2 separate regions of the Triticum aestivum genome follow, and region 2 is linked to region 1. A link is a contact called in public Hi-C data. All regions are on one chromosome and are shown on one strand. The core of a region is the stretch at or near the end of the contact, and the rest is flanking DNA. Distances in the headings are between cores, read along the strand shown.

Region 1 (6,340 bases), core at 2,137-4,636:
CTATTCACCTCATGGTTTTTTTTACCGTTATATATATATATATATATCAGCACATTTTGTGTGGAATTTGGTGCTTTGATGCTTTTGAATTTGCCTCTACGCAAGGGTGCTGGCTTCGGTTTGTTGGGGCGACAGAGCTATCGACTAGGGTAGTACGTGCCTCTTGGGATCGATGTGGATGTCTCAGCGGAGGCTCCGAAAACCATGTTGGGTGGTAGGGTGTCATCTCTTGTCACTTAGGTGTTCGTCGGCTCGGTTGGGGGCGCAACCTCAGGATTTTGGAGGTGTTGTCATGGAGCCTCTTCACCTCGCTTGTCATCTCGGCCTCAGGCTATTCGGATGAACCCCCAAGCTTTGGTCCTGGTCGATGTGGACGACGGGCCCCATCGCTTCCCCCTTGGGGCGACACTTTGGAGGTCCGGTCTCTCATTAGTTGATGGTGGCTCATGCGGCTTTGTTAGCTTCCTCGCCCACTAGACGAGTGCACAGCCTCAGCGGCGGTGTGAAAGTCGGAGCCGTGGCTCCAGAAGTCTCCTGTGTGTGGTGTTGGATTTGGTCGCTTGGGCGGCAATGTCATCGATTAGGCTGTTCGCGATCTCGGGGTCGCTTGGGCTAGTCCTTCAAGTGGTTGATATTGGATAAGCAGTCAATGCCTCTAGCGCCTCGGCCTGCACCATATCCTTGAAGATAACAGTTGAGGCGCCTTGATAAAGGCACATTTACCTTGCTAATATAGAGATTCGATGCTAGAGCGAAAGCTTCACTGAATGCCAATGACTCCAGCGTCTCGGCCTGCACCATATCCTTGAATTGGGGCTTCAGAATTACTAGCCACATTTACCTTGCTAATATAGAGATCTGACGCTATAGCGAAAGCTTCACTGAATGCCAATGCCTCCAGCGTCTCGGCCTGCACCATATCCTTGAAGACAACAATTGAGGCGCCTTGATAAAGGCCATGTTCATCACGACAAACGACAACAATAGGCCGCCCCTCATTGTGTCTAGATATCGCAGCATCAAAACATCATTTTGTAGTGTCCCTCCAAAGGAGCTACCTAGGTTCTCTCACTTCTGACAGCCCGAGCTTGCATGTCTCCCGTCGGGGCTGCCATGCTGGGTGATCGGCGGGGAAGGAGGGCTAGATCCACCATATATCTTTCCTACTTATAAAGGTTGCAGTTGGTAATGAGTTCACATGCGGGGCCAACAACCTTCACCAATAAACAAATGCATCTCTACCTAGCAACCTTCCAAGAACATAGATAAACAAATGTATTTCTACTCACATGTGGGACCTAACATAAATAGATAACCACAATACTACTTTCATGCGAGACCAACACTTATAAAGGGCACAAATAACAAATGCAGAAATGCGACTCCAACTCAATATAATGCTTTTGTTTTCCTTTTCTTTCAACCAAGTTATTTCAATTTTGTATCATAGAACAAGAGAGTGATCAAATTGTAATTAAAAAATGAAACAAACCTTGTCCTCCTACCCGATCCACGACCTTGTGCGGTCAACTTACCAATGTTTATTTCTTATACGTTTCAATATTCAAAATGTTGTGCCTGTAAAGGACTATGGTCACTTAAGATTCTCCAATGCCTCACGTGTGATCTTTTGTTGTATTTTTGTTCTTTTCAAAATAGTGAACCGCACGCAAAGGCCATGTGACGCCAACATATTTTGACGATTACCTAAGGACCCCGATATCTCCCGACCATTCGGTCTGGAGGAGCCCTAGACCGAACGACTCGTTCGCTCCGGGATGCATGTTTTACCGAACGAGGACGTTCGTTGCGAAAATCTTTCCAGTCCGAACGACCCCCATTAGCACGATCTAAAAAAGGGCCTAACAGCCCATTTTGCTAGGATTCTTATCAGGCGTGAAAAAAGCCCAAACAAATCAAGAAAAGAAAAAAAATAAAAATGAAGAAGGAAAAGGAACTCCTTGCCTTTAAAAAAAGTTTTGTGTAAAAATGCCATGGTTGCTGATCCACTTTCAAGTGACCATAAAAAAGGACAGAAAAAAACAATGTTCATTAACAAAAAGACATTACCAAATCTGTTTTGGCATGGTTAACAACGGTAAAAATGCCATGTTTCAGACAATAAAAATGCCATGGTACCAGAAAATAACTTTGCAATGGTTTAAAATGATTGGCCATGAAAAAAAGATATAAATTTGCCATGGGTGTAACTTAAAATTTGCGTTCGGACAAGACAATAGAATACTGGTCGTTCGGGAGTTATCGTTTCCGTTACCTAAGCCAGTGCTTTGTGGATAAAGCTGAACGTAGAGACACTGGAATTCTTGCTCATGGCCTTTCCTCCTAACCGGGTCTTGTCAAGCGCCTCCAAACAGCATTCAAAATTTCAGGTGCTCCGGTAGCACCGGATCTTAGGTGCTCCGGTAGCATCTCGGCCATTGGATCGTGATCCAACAGGCAACATTCACGGGATGTGGATTCAAGTGTCATTTCAAAAATGTTTTGGGGTTTTCTACAAAATTCGCATTAACCAAATGTTGTCCATTCGATTGATGATCCAACGGCCGAGATGCATTGGCTACCGGAGCACCTGATATTCTCCCGGACAGCCGCTGCGTCCCCGATTCCCCTCGCGACTGCTCTGCGCTCCCGCCGATCTCGCCACCTGGTCCCGTGCCTCGCCGTCGACTCTACCCGCCCCGCCCCGCCCCTGCCCTGCGCTACCGCGACCAGCCGGCAGCCCGCAGCCGCCCAGACCGCACTCGGCAGTCGACGTCCGGCGCCCGGCGCCCGGCGTTGTGCAGCTGCAGAAGGCACGTAGCCAGCCGCCCAGCCGATTTGAGGTACGTTTGATGAGATTTCTGCCTCTTCCGCAATTTTTGTTTACTGATTATACTCATTGCTCGTCGTGCTGCCACCTGCCAGTACTTCTCGTTACGAATTAAGGCTTGTTGTGCTCCTCTGTAAATTGTAATGTATTACTAGTGATGAGTCCTGTCCAGGAATGTTACTACTTACTACTGAATTGTTTCAGTATGGATCCATTTTTCTGAATCCATGTGGCATCTTGAGCTGTAATTTTCAGAAATGTTACTACTTACTACTGAATTGTCTCTGTCTGGATCAAGCAATTGATACATTGTTCTCATTTTTTGAATCAATAAATGTCATTATCATATTGAAGAACAGAATGTCAACTAGGACCACCTGATTACATATATGTATCAAATGTGAAATAATGAACACATGCACATAGTCTCCTTTGAACTTTTCAAGGCATGTAGGCTTTTTTTATGCAAAATCAAAGACTTATTTGAGAATTTTTCATATGTTTGTAAGATCATATTGACAATTTCCTATTGTGCTATTGGCATGTCATATTTATTGTATTTTTTTTAGGGTGGACCATCCTGTTTCAAAATTCTAGATCCGCCACTGCCTGCCAGCCGCTGCACCCACAGAGTCTTGGCTTCCAACCGTCCTCCTTCGGCTCACTTGCCGCTGCCACCACCAGCGGCCGCCAACCGAACCACCTCTCGCAGTCCAAGAATGGAGGGCCTCCTCGACAAGCCCCTGAACCCCAACAAGCTTCTTAAGGAGCAGTGAGTGCAAAGTCAAATCCTACCTGCGTTCGCCACCACTTTATTCTCGCCCGTACTGCTCTGCTAACTTCTAGGTATTCTCCTCCTTCATGATGCAGATTTGTGAGCAACCTGACGGGGTCGTCCCTTCTGGAGATCGCGGCGCTCTCCACTATTGTGCCGGTGACTGATCAGTCTCTCTCCCTTAGATTTCCAATATTTCTGTATCTATATATGCACGTCAGGGTTGTCGTCTGATTTGTTTCTTTGGTTTGCAGGCAGTGGTGGTTTTAAGGAAATGGAGCAGCAGAGGTCAGTTGGTTACAGATACTGTAAATTTTCATAACCATTTATACCTTTTCGTGTAAGTGTAGAATCTTGTTTTGCAACAAATGTTCAAGTGAGATAGGTGTTATGAAAGTGGAATTCAGTTGCCAGTATGCTGCAATTTTGCACATTTAGCGTTCTGATCATAAATGTGTATTTTCTGATATTTTTAAACAAGGTATTTTCTGATATTCAACTATCCAGCCCAATCTTTTTCATGTCCCAGCATCTATATTGTTAAATTTTACTTGAACCGTGGGCAGCTAGCATGTCCTCTACTTTAAACTATGCTGTCCAATCTGATGCTAGCTATGTCATGGCATCCTTCTCAGTTTTTCCATGTTTTTTTTACCCTGATTTAGTCATTGTTATCAATAATAGAAACTTCTTTATTTTCATTCATGGAGTAGATCTGACAGAGATTCTACTTCCTTGTTTTTATCTTATTATAGATAATATTAGGAGGGATTCAGTGAAGAAAAATGATGATGCTCTTGCTGGTCATAAAGATGGAGTGTATTACTTTTCAGCGTTGGTTATAGATTTTCTCACTGTTGTATTGCCTATACTTCTGATTTTCACGGCAAGTACCCTCTTCATTGCATTTTAATATGCTTACATGATGAAATTGTTAAACGCCATAAATCAGGGAACGTGCAAAGCACAAGCTTATACTGAAGTACTGAACTATTCAGTTGTCATCTACCAATCTTTGGATGAGCTTTAACATTTTTTAACTCATAAGTGAATCTGTGGTTATTCCTTTGGTTTGTTGCAGATCTTAGCTGAATGGACTTATATTTGTGCAATTTCTCTTGTAGCTGTGATATCTATCTACATCTTGTTTAAAAGGTATTTGGTATTTAGTTATTACTCCAATTTTTGTTACCTTGTTTTTGCTGCTCTAATTCCCTTCTGATTTCTTTTCGTGAAACACCACCCATGGTGATCTGGAGTTATATGACACTGCAGTTTCAGGTCTCAGTCTCATCTCAAGGCTCAACAACATCTGCCTTCTCTTAGGGCAGACATATCTTCTTACCGAGTGTCAGTGGTATGCACAAGTTTATTGATTATATAAGTAACACATTATTGCTCCTTCACCAGCACTAGAGATGGAGCAGTACTATTGCAGTATTAATGGTGATTGTGCTCTTTGTAGGTTTTAGTGACATGCGTGTCCATATTGGCAGTCGATTTCAAAATCTTTCCTAGACGGTATGCAAAGGCTGAAACATATGGTAGTGGCATTGTAAGTTAATTCATCCAGGCATTTTCTTTAGTTTATCTTTTGTTTTTACAAGTTCTTCTACCTTATTTTCGTCATGAAGGCTAATCAAATAGCCAAAGGTTGTTTACATGGTGTGTACTGTGTAGACCCCATGATGGCCTAGTTTTATAATCATCATCATTAAGAATTGCACAAAATCATGAACTAGTTGGGCAAAAAATGGCAACAGCTACAAATTGTGCATATTATTTGGATTGCAAAGGATTAACGGCTTCATTAGATTGGTTAAATTAAATCCATTTGTCAGTCGTGGACTCCTCTGGTGCATCAAGTAGAGACGTATCTGCACATTAGGGGCTGGTGTGGGTTGTGTTACCGGTAATGCCTCCTGCTGCTTCACAGCCACTGCTTCTCCTTCAGAGCACTGTATCGCTGCCCATCCTGCTGTGCACATGGAAGTAAACTCATGGCACAGAGGTGTGCCAGTCCAAGAAACTGTTGAGCTAGTAATCAATACAAAGCTGGCCCTGTGATCCTCATGGTTTTGTTGCAGTTTAAACATTCCTTATTCATCTCCTGGCCCGGACTCTTCATGCCCTAATTGATCTGCTGGGTTCCATGCAAATCGCTGCTCACGTATATCTTTGTTTGGCTGGTCTATGCTCATAATCTCATACATTGGATCAACACAATGCAATCTCACGCATTTCAAACCTGCGCTACGAAACTCCACCGACTGCGCTCAGCAGTGCCACCGCTGCCGCCGCTGACTTCATGCCTGCAGCATATTTTCGGAGTCTGTTTTACGATCAGAACTGTAGCTTGCAAATATTGCACACACCAAACTCTTGTTTCGTGTTTCTGTGCACACACATAGAACCGGATTGTTTGAGTCAATCTCCACACATGCATGGCCTGGATTCTTCCAGCTGGGCTCAACAACGTCACTACAGAGTACTCTGCCGCCATTTGTATGCCTTCTGCGTCTCCTAGCATCATCGCATCTATCTGCTCTGCTACCGCTGCTTCTAGTTGCACCTTTGATGCTGTTACCCCTGTATGCACTGCCGTTCCTCCTCTTGTGCTTGCCTCCTCCGCTGTGCTTGACTGTGTCGGCTTCTTGCAACACCTCTACAACTGCTTCTTGCTCCGGTGTCATTGCCATGCTTGTATATGTTCAGCACTGTGAACCTGACTCTAT
Region 2 (6,098 bases), core at 2,711-5,210, 170 kb before region 1:
ACAGATGCACGATGCAAATGACTTCTCCTTGCACAGTGTAGAAAGATGCAGTTGGGCAAACACTTTTATTATACAATAAAGTAGGGCACGGCTGCTAATTGAAATGTCTCAACATCTACAATAAAGTTGGCCAAACACTTTACTATGTACGATATGCTTCGGGTCATTCAATTTGCAAATCTACAATGTGCATTTTGAGATGTTCTGAAAAGTGACCAGAAAATGTATATAAATGTTTAACACATTAATTGTGCGAACAACGAATGGGGAGATTCATAAACGTGTAAATCCAGTAACAGTAAACCGCCAACCCAATGCAAGAACAATGCAGATTCTGGGAAGAAAATCCTCATGGTAGTGACAGATGCAGGCAAACCAAACAGGCCATGTGTATGGTTCAGGTAATGGAGTTCCTGGTGCTGAGGCAAGACAAGAATGAAATTTGCATTTCACCTCCAAGTATTTGATATTACAACTCTATATATCAGCATGATCTAGACGCATGCTTACCGATAGAGATCGTTAAGAGCATTAACCATTCCTTACCCTCTCTTCATCACTATATAAGCAACAACATCCATTCCTTACTATCTTGCCTTCTTTTTCCTCGAGAAGCAGTATATCATGCCTTCCAATATATACACAAGCCGTATACCGCCTCTTCAGTTCAGAACGAGAGCCTCTAGCCTTGCTTCAGAACAAGAGCAGACACAAGACCACAAACACGAAGAGGAAGAACCAGATCTGGTGCAGGGACCTCTCCACCTCCATCTGCTGCCTCCTCAGCCGTGGACCCACCGTGTGGTCCGCGACAGCGTAGGGGCTTGTGTAGTACATGCTCGGCGGCACCTGGCCGCGGAACGCCCACGGAAGCACCGCCTCCGCCATCCCTCCAAGCACCCCTCCAGCCGTCGAGTGGATCAGGCCACGCCCCATTGGCGAAGGAGGGTAGACGAAGTCGAACTCAGTGGCACCAGGATGGTGGTGGTGCGCATGCCGTAGTGGCCGGAGTGGAGGGCTGGGCTCCACATTGTGGTGGTGCCGGTTATCATCGATGCTGCTTTGCGCGTGCTGGTGTGCAACATTCTCCCGGTGCACCGTTGGCCGTCGAGGAATGGCTGTACCATCCAGTGATTTCTTCGAGCTACCACCACGGCCATAGAGCGGCACGAGGCTGTCAGCAGATAGTGCGGCCTTGCACACAGGGCATTGCTGCCTTGCTGAAGTGCTGTTGGCACCGGAAGCTGACACCACCAATGGCCGCAGCCACTCGTAGATGCAAGGCCAGCAGTAGAGGTGGCCACAGAGGGTAACAACTGGGTCTGCAGCAAAGTCGAGGCAGATGTTGCAGTCAAAGGAGCCGCTTCCAGCAGTCGCGGCTGAAGGTATCTCCCCACTGATGTTCTTCATCAGCTTGTTATCGGACACTGGAGGTTGGTTGGTCATGGCAGCCATGCAAACCTGGTCCATTCCCCCACCTTCCATAGCAATCAGGATGCTATGCGTTGCAAACAGTTCTAGTTGAAGAACTCACGGTACTGCAATCGAATAGAAATAGAAGGGGAGGTCAGTAGATAGTAGGAATACATGTAATGGAAAGGCAAAGTCAGAAAAGTGGGACTAATCATGAAGCGTTTAAAATGTTGATAACGTGTGAACACACCTATAATTGTATGTTTAAGGACTAGATAAAACACCAAGAAAGAAGAGTTGGAAGGCACACAGCAAGCAGCCATGTAGTGCTTAGTATATATCCTAAAATTCGAGGGAGAGGGTGTGTACAGACACAGCTGCCTGCTAAACAACAAAGGGGGTTCAGATAACAGGCAGCATCAAGGCCCACGCCACATCATCGTGTCCTGAGGAGTCTATCCACTCACATTAACAAGTGTGAAAAGTGGAGCGGATGTTAGGTAAAGCCCCTGGATTCCATGTCAATGTGCCAGAGAATAACTATAAGCACTCCTCCAATTGCCCTTTTCGCAAGCAATGGACTCCCCACGGAAGAACCCATCATCTTTCTCAGCAGGCTGAGTCAACAGCTATGGATGCTCTGATTTCTTTAGTAATAATTAGTACAAGGGCTACAGATGCTGCATTCCGTCTTTATCCTCTTTGTTATTCTTAACCCTAAGCTACTTTAGGTTGTACTGACATGTTATCCTAGCATATCTTCCTGGGAAACTTGAATCACCAAGGATATGGAACCACTGTGTGACGCCGCAGTATTTGACTGCCCCCATGTTCAAGGCAAGAGCCATGATTGGCGGCTTAAGAGTTACCTCGGCAAGGAAGGCATGGAACACGGCTTGCATTCTATAATATGTACCCACGGTTTGCATAGTGGACTTGGACAACGTTTGCAGGTGCTGGCTAGAAGATTAAAGCTGATCCCAGCTGCTGTAATTGAATATTCAGCGCCATTAGCCATGGAAGACCAAACAAGCCGATTTGACTAAACCAAGGGGGAGCGGGTGGAGAGGATGAGATGCCCCGTCCCATCTTGGGCATAAGCTTCCGTAGCACGTTGATCTTTCTATGTGGTTGTGGGGTTCCTCTCACGATTGAATCATTGATAAACAACAACAGGTGGGGATCGTGATGTGGACCGCAACAACGACGGATTAGCTAAATGGCTTGGCATATTCCATGTAGACAACTAGACCAAAAGGATCATCATTTAACATATCTAGTGACCACAGAAAAGAATATTAACCAGGAGATAATGGCACCCTACTGTGTTAGGATCGGGAAACAGGGGATTAATTGCTCAGCAGCGTCAGTGGAAATATCCCAACCACCATGGCCCCCATGTGTACAAGTACTACTAATTTTATTATACACTTGTATTAATACACACAAGTGGACTTCGGTCATCCCTTCCTAATTTAAACACGCATAATTAATTACATAAGCCACGCATATATCAAACCCAGAGCACAACTTTTTCCTATACCGCAGCAAGAACGGATACTAGCCAACAGAGTAACTGAAACCGATGTGATCCTTCAGAGACAAGCTTCCAAGCACACAGATCTGCTGCGCTTAATTGTGCTATGTACCACTACAATTATTATGCACGCTATGAATTGATGCTGCATATAATGCAATATTGTACTACAACCAAACACGGTTTGACAATTCAATGGGCATTGAGCATTCTACTGAACATGCCCACAGGATTTCTTTTCCCCCACTCCAAGTAAGATATTACTCCTACGTTCTACCGCCGTATGCAATCTCAATGCGAGAGAGAGGAGTTTGCCCCCAAAATATCTAGCTTCGGTAGGCAAAAGCAACGGAGCATGGAGGAGCAGACATAATGTCCCCGGCGTCAATATGGAGGAGAATGAGTTTAGCATCCCTGAATTCGTAAACAGGGCGATAAGGGTCGGAAGGATTGCGCCCCCTGATTTCACAGATGAAATGAACAAGATAAATCCTTTCCCTAGAGAAACAGGGCATCCCCACGGCTAATTTGACCCATGAGAAGAGGGGGGGAAACACCCCGAGAGCTTCTTCCCGGAGAAGCACCCCGGGCAGCTGGTGCCAAGGCGGCAGCGGCGGCGGCGGCGAAGCTAGACACACGCGAGCCACGCAGCCAACCCAGCTCAATTGCAGCGTCCGAGAATCCACCACGAGAAACAATCCCTCAATCCGTGCCAGAATAATCGGACAGAGGACGCAATCTACACCCCCACAAAAAATCACAAGAACAACAGCGGGACGGAGAAACAAGGAGCTTGATTTGAACCGACCTCGGAAGGGAATCCAATCCGCGCGCGCGCCGCCGCCCTGGGTCCCTGGCCTCCGAGAATCGAGCGAGGGGGGCGAGGACCGATCGGTGAGATTGCGTCGCTGCGGTGCGGCCTGCGGGCGGAGGAAGAAGATGAGGGAGGTTAAGGAGGTGGAGAAGGTGGGATGAGATTGGGCGTCGACGTCACTTACGGAGGGGGCTAGAGAAAATTATATAGAGCCGGAGACCGACGGGGGGAGAGGGGGCGTTGGCCGTCAGATCCTGCGGGGACGGCTGTGATTGGCCCGCGGGGGCGCGGGACGGCGCGCGCCGTCCGTCGACTCGATCGGACGGCGAGGAGGGCCTCCGACGTTGCTTTCGGTGGGAAGCTTCCGGTTGAAATTTTTATGCCGGGATGAGAGCCGAGGGCGGCGGCATCGGTGCGAGCGAGCGCGCAACGGAAAAAGGATATGGCTTCGAGATTCCGCTGGCAGTTTGATCATTAGCTACAGTAGCTAAGACATGGTAGAGTTCGAAAACAAGAAAGAGAAGGCTAGGAGATTCTAAAAAAAAAGGCTAGGCAAGACATGGTGTCGCTGTAAAAGAAACCTAGAGACCTGGTGTAATGGTGTTCTTCTGGACGGAAGAGAGCTAGGCATGAAAATTTGGAACATTTATGGTACCGCGAATTTGATTTATTTAGTTGAATTAGGGCATCTTCAATGTAGACCCTCAAACCGCCTGCATACGTCTGGGTCGTGCTGTCAGTACGTGTTGTATTATCCAACGCGAGTCTGTATCGGTTTGCCGAGCGATCCGGACGCATTTTTTACCGCAAACTGGAAGGGGGAGGGATGTTGGCGGGAGTCCGCACAGCAACCACGTAGGACTCCGACAACCCCGGCCCACTAAATCCACCCTCCCGGTCCCATTTTCTTCCATTCCGCCCCTTCTTCCCCTTGCTTTGCATCCGCTCTCCTCCTCCGACGTCGTCTATGTACCTCTCCGTCCGGCAGCCGGCATTGCCGGACCTCCGCAATCAACACCGACGTGCCCGCTCGCCTTTCAGGACGGCGTCGTCCACCCAAGACCCGTCCGTAGTCAGGTATACTTCGCCCCCCCCCCCCCCGGTCGACGTCGTCCATGGCGGTGTTCGGTCAAATGCCATTTAGCTAATTTTCAAACTTCGTGTCTTTTTTTAGAGTACGAAGGATGGCGGGGTACTCGACCATGGATGATGAGTTGTTGTGTGATGCATGGTTGGTCGTATTCGCGGATTTCATATGCAGGAGCCAGGCAAAGGGGGGCCTTCTGGCAATGTGTGCACATTGCACCCTACGACATGCACATCATCCAACAACACAATGTGAGATCGTTATCGTATCGATTCCAAACCTCCGTCACCAAGTTTTATGACGTGGTTGGTCAGCTGGAGGCAAGGTGGCCATTGCGCGTTGATACGTCCATTGTCTATCATGTTTTTTCTACTATTATTTATAATGTTTTTGGTCATTATTTCACTTTATGATGCAATTCTAATGTCTTTTCTCTCTTAATTTGCAAGATTTACATGAAGAGAGAAATTACTGGCGGTTGGAATTCTGCACCTAAGAAATTACAACATAGATACCTATTCTATAGAGCTCCAAATGACCTGAAACTTCACAAAGAATTCTTATTGAATATATAAAAAATACTGAAGCAAAGAAATACCAGAGGGGGAGCCACCTGCTGCTCACAAGGCAACAGGCACATCCTGATGCCTTGTGGGGCCCACAGCTGGCCTCTAGTCCCCTCCTTCTACTATATGAAGCCATTTACCCTAAAATAAGGAGATGACTTTCAGGACGAAGCGCCGCCGTCTCGAGGCGGAACCTGGGCAGGAGCACTTTTGCTCTCCAGCGGAGCGATTTCCATGTGTCCTCGAGAAAACTTTGCTTTATAGAAGAGAACATTCCGGCTTGTCCTTTGTTATAAAATGATTGGGCCACCTTGCTGCATTTTTTTTACTATTGTTACTTGTTACGAATTACCTTGCTACCAAAATATCTGTTAACGCTACTTTCAGTACTTGCAGTGAATAACTTGCTGAAAATCGCTTATCATTTCTTCTGCTTCTCATTGGGTTCGACATTCTTATCTTTCGAAAGGATTACAATTGATCTCCTATACTTGTGGGTCATCACCCACAACAGATGAGGAGATCGTAAGTTTCTTCTTACCCAACTTGTTCATTGAGTAATTCACTCAATGTTGTAGCCCGCACGCGCTGTCGTGATGTACCACGGGACGGAGGGATGACCGTTTACGCACACACACTGTTCGATGAAGCTGAAGGGACAGTACGTGTGGGACGACATGA

The links. Hi-C and Micro-C count contacts between places; a contact is called where the count stands out from the background.
Region 2: a Hi-C map of leaf shows a contact between it and region 1, with 6 times the contacts expected there. The contact joins the promoter of LOC123053920 here to the promoter of LOC123053914 in region 1. A contact is called at or near these places in 2 of 5 Hi-C or Micro-C datasets (both in leaf).

Annotation. Positions count from the first base shown.
Region 1 is chr2D:475,342,191-475,348,530 of IWGSC CS RefSeq v2.1, reverse strand. It overlaps LOC123053914, which reads left to right and starts at 3,386. Exons shown (of 16, transcript XM_044477533.1): 1 at 3,386-3,602; 2 at 3,701-3,764; 3 at 3,860-3,893; 4 at 4,361-4,491; 5 at 4,687-4,760; 6 at 4,887-4,962; 7 at 5,071-5,160. The coding sequence starts at 3,550.
Region 2 is chr2D:475,514,663-475,520,760 of IWGSC CS RefSeq v2.1, reverse strand. It overlaps LOC123053920 (E3 ubiquitin-protein ligase RMA1H1), which reads right to left and starts at 3,960. Exons shown (of 2, transcript XM_044477540.1): 1 at 3,759-3,960; 2 at 394-1,538. The coding sequence starts at 1,485. The coding sequence ends at 694.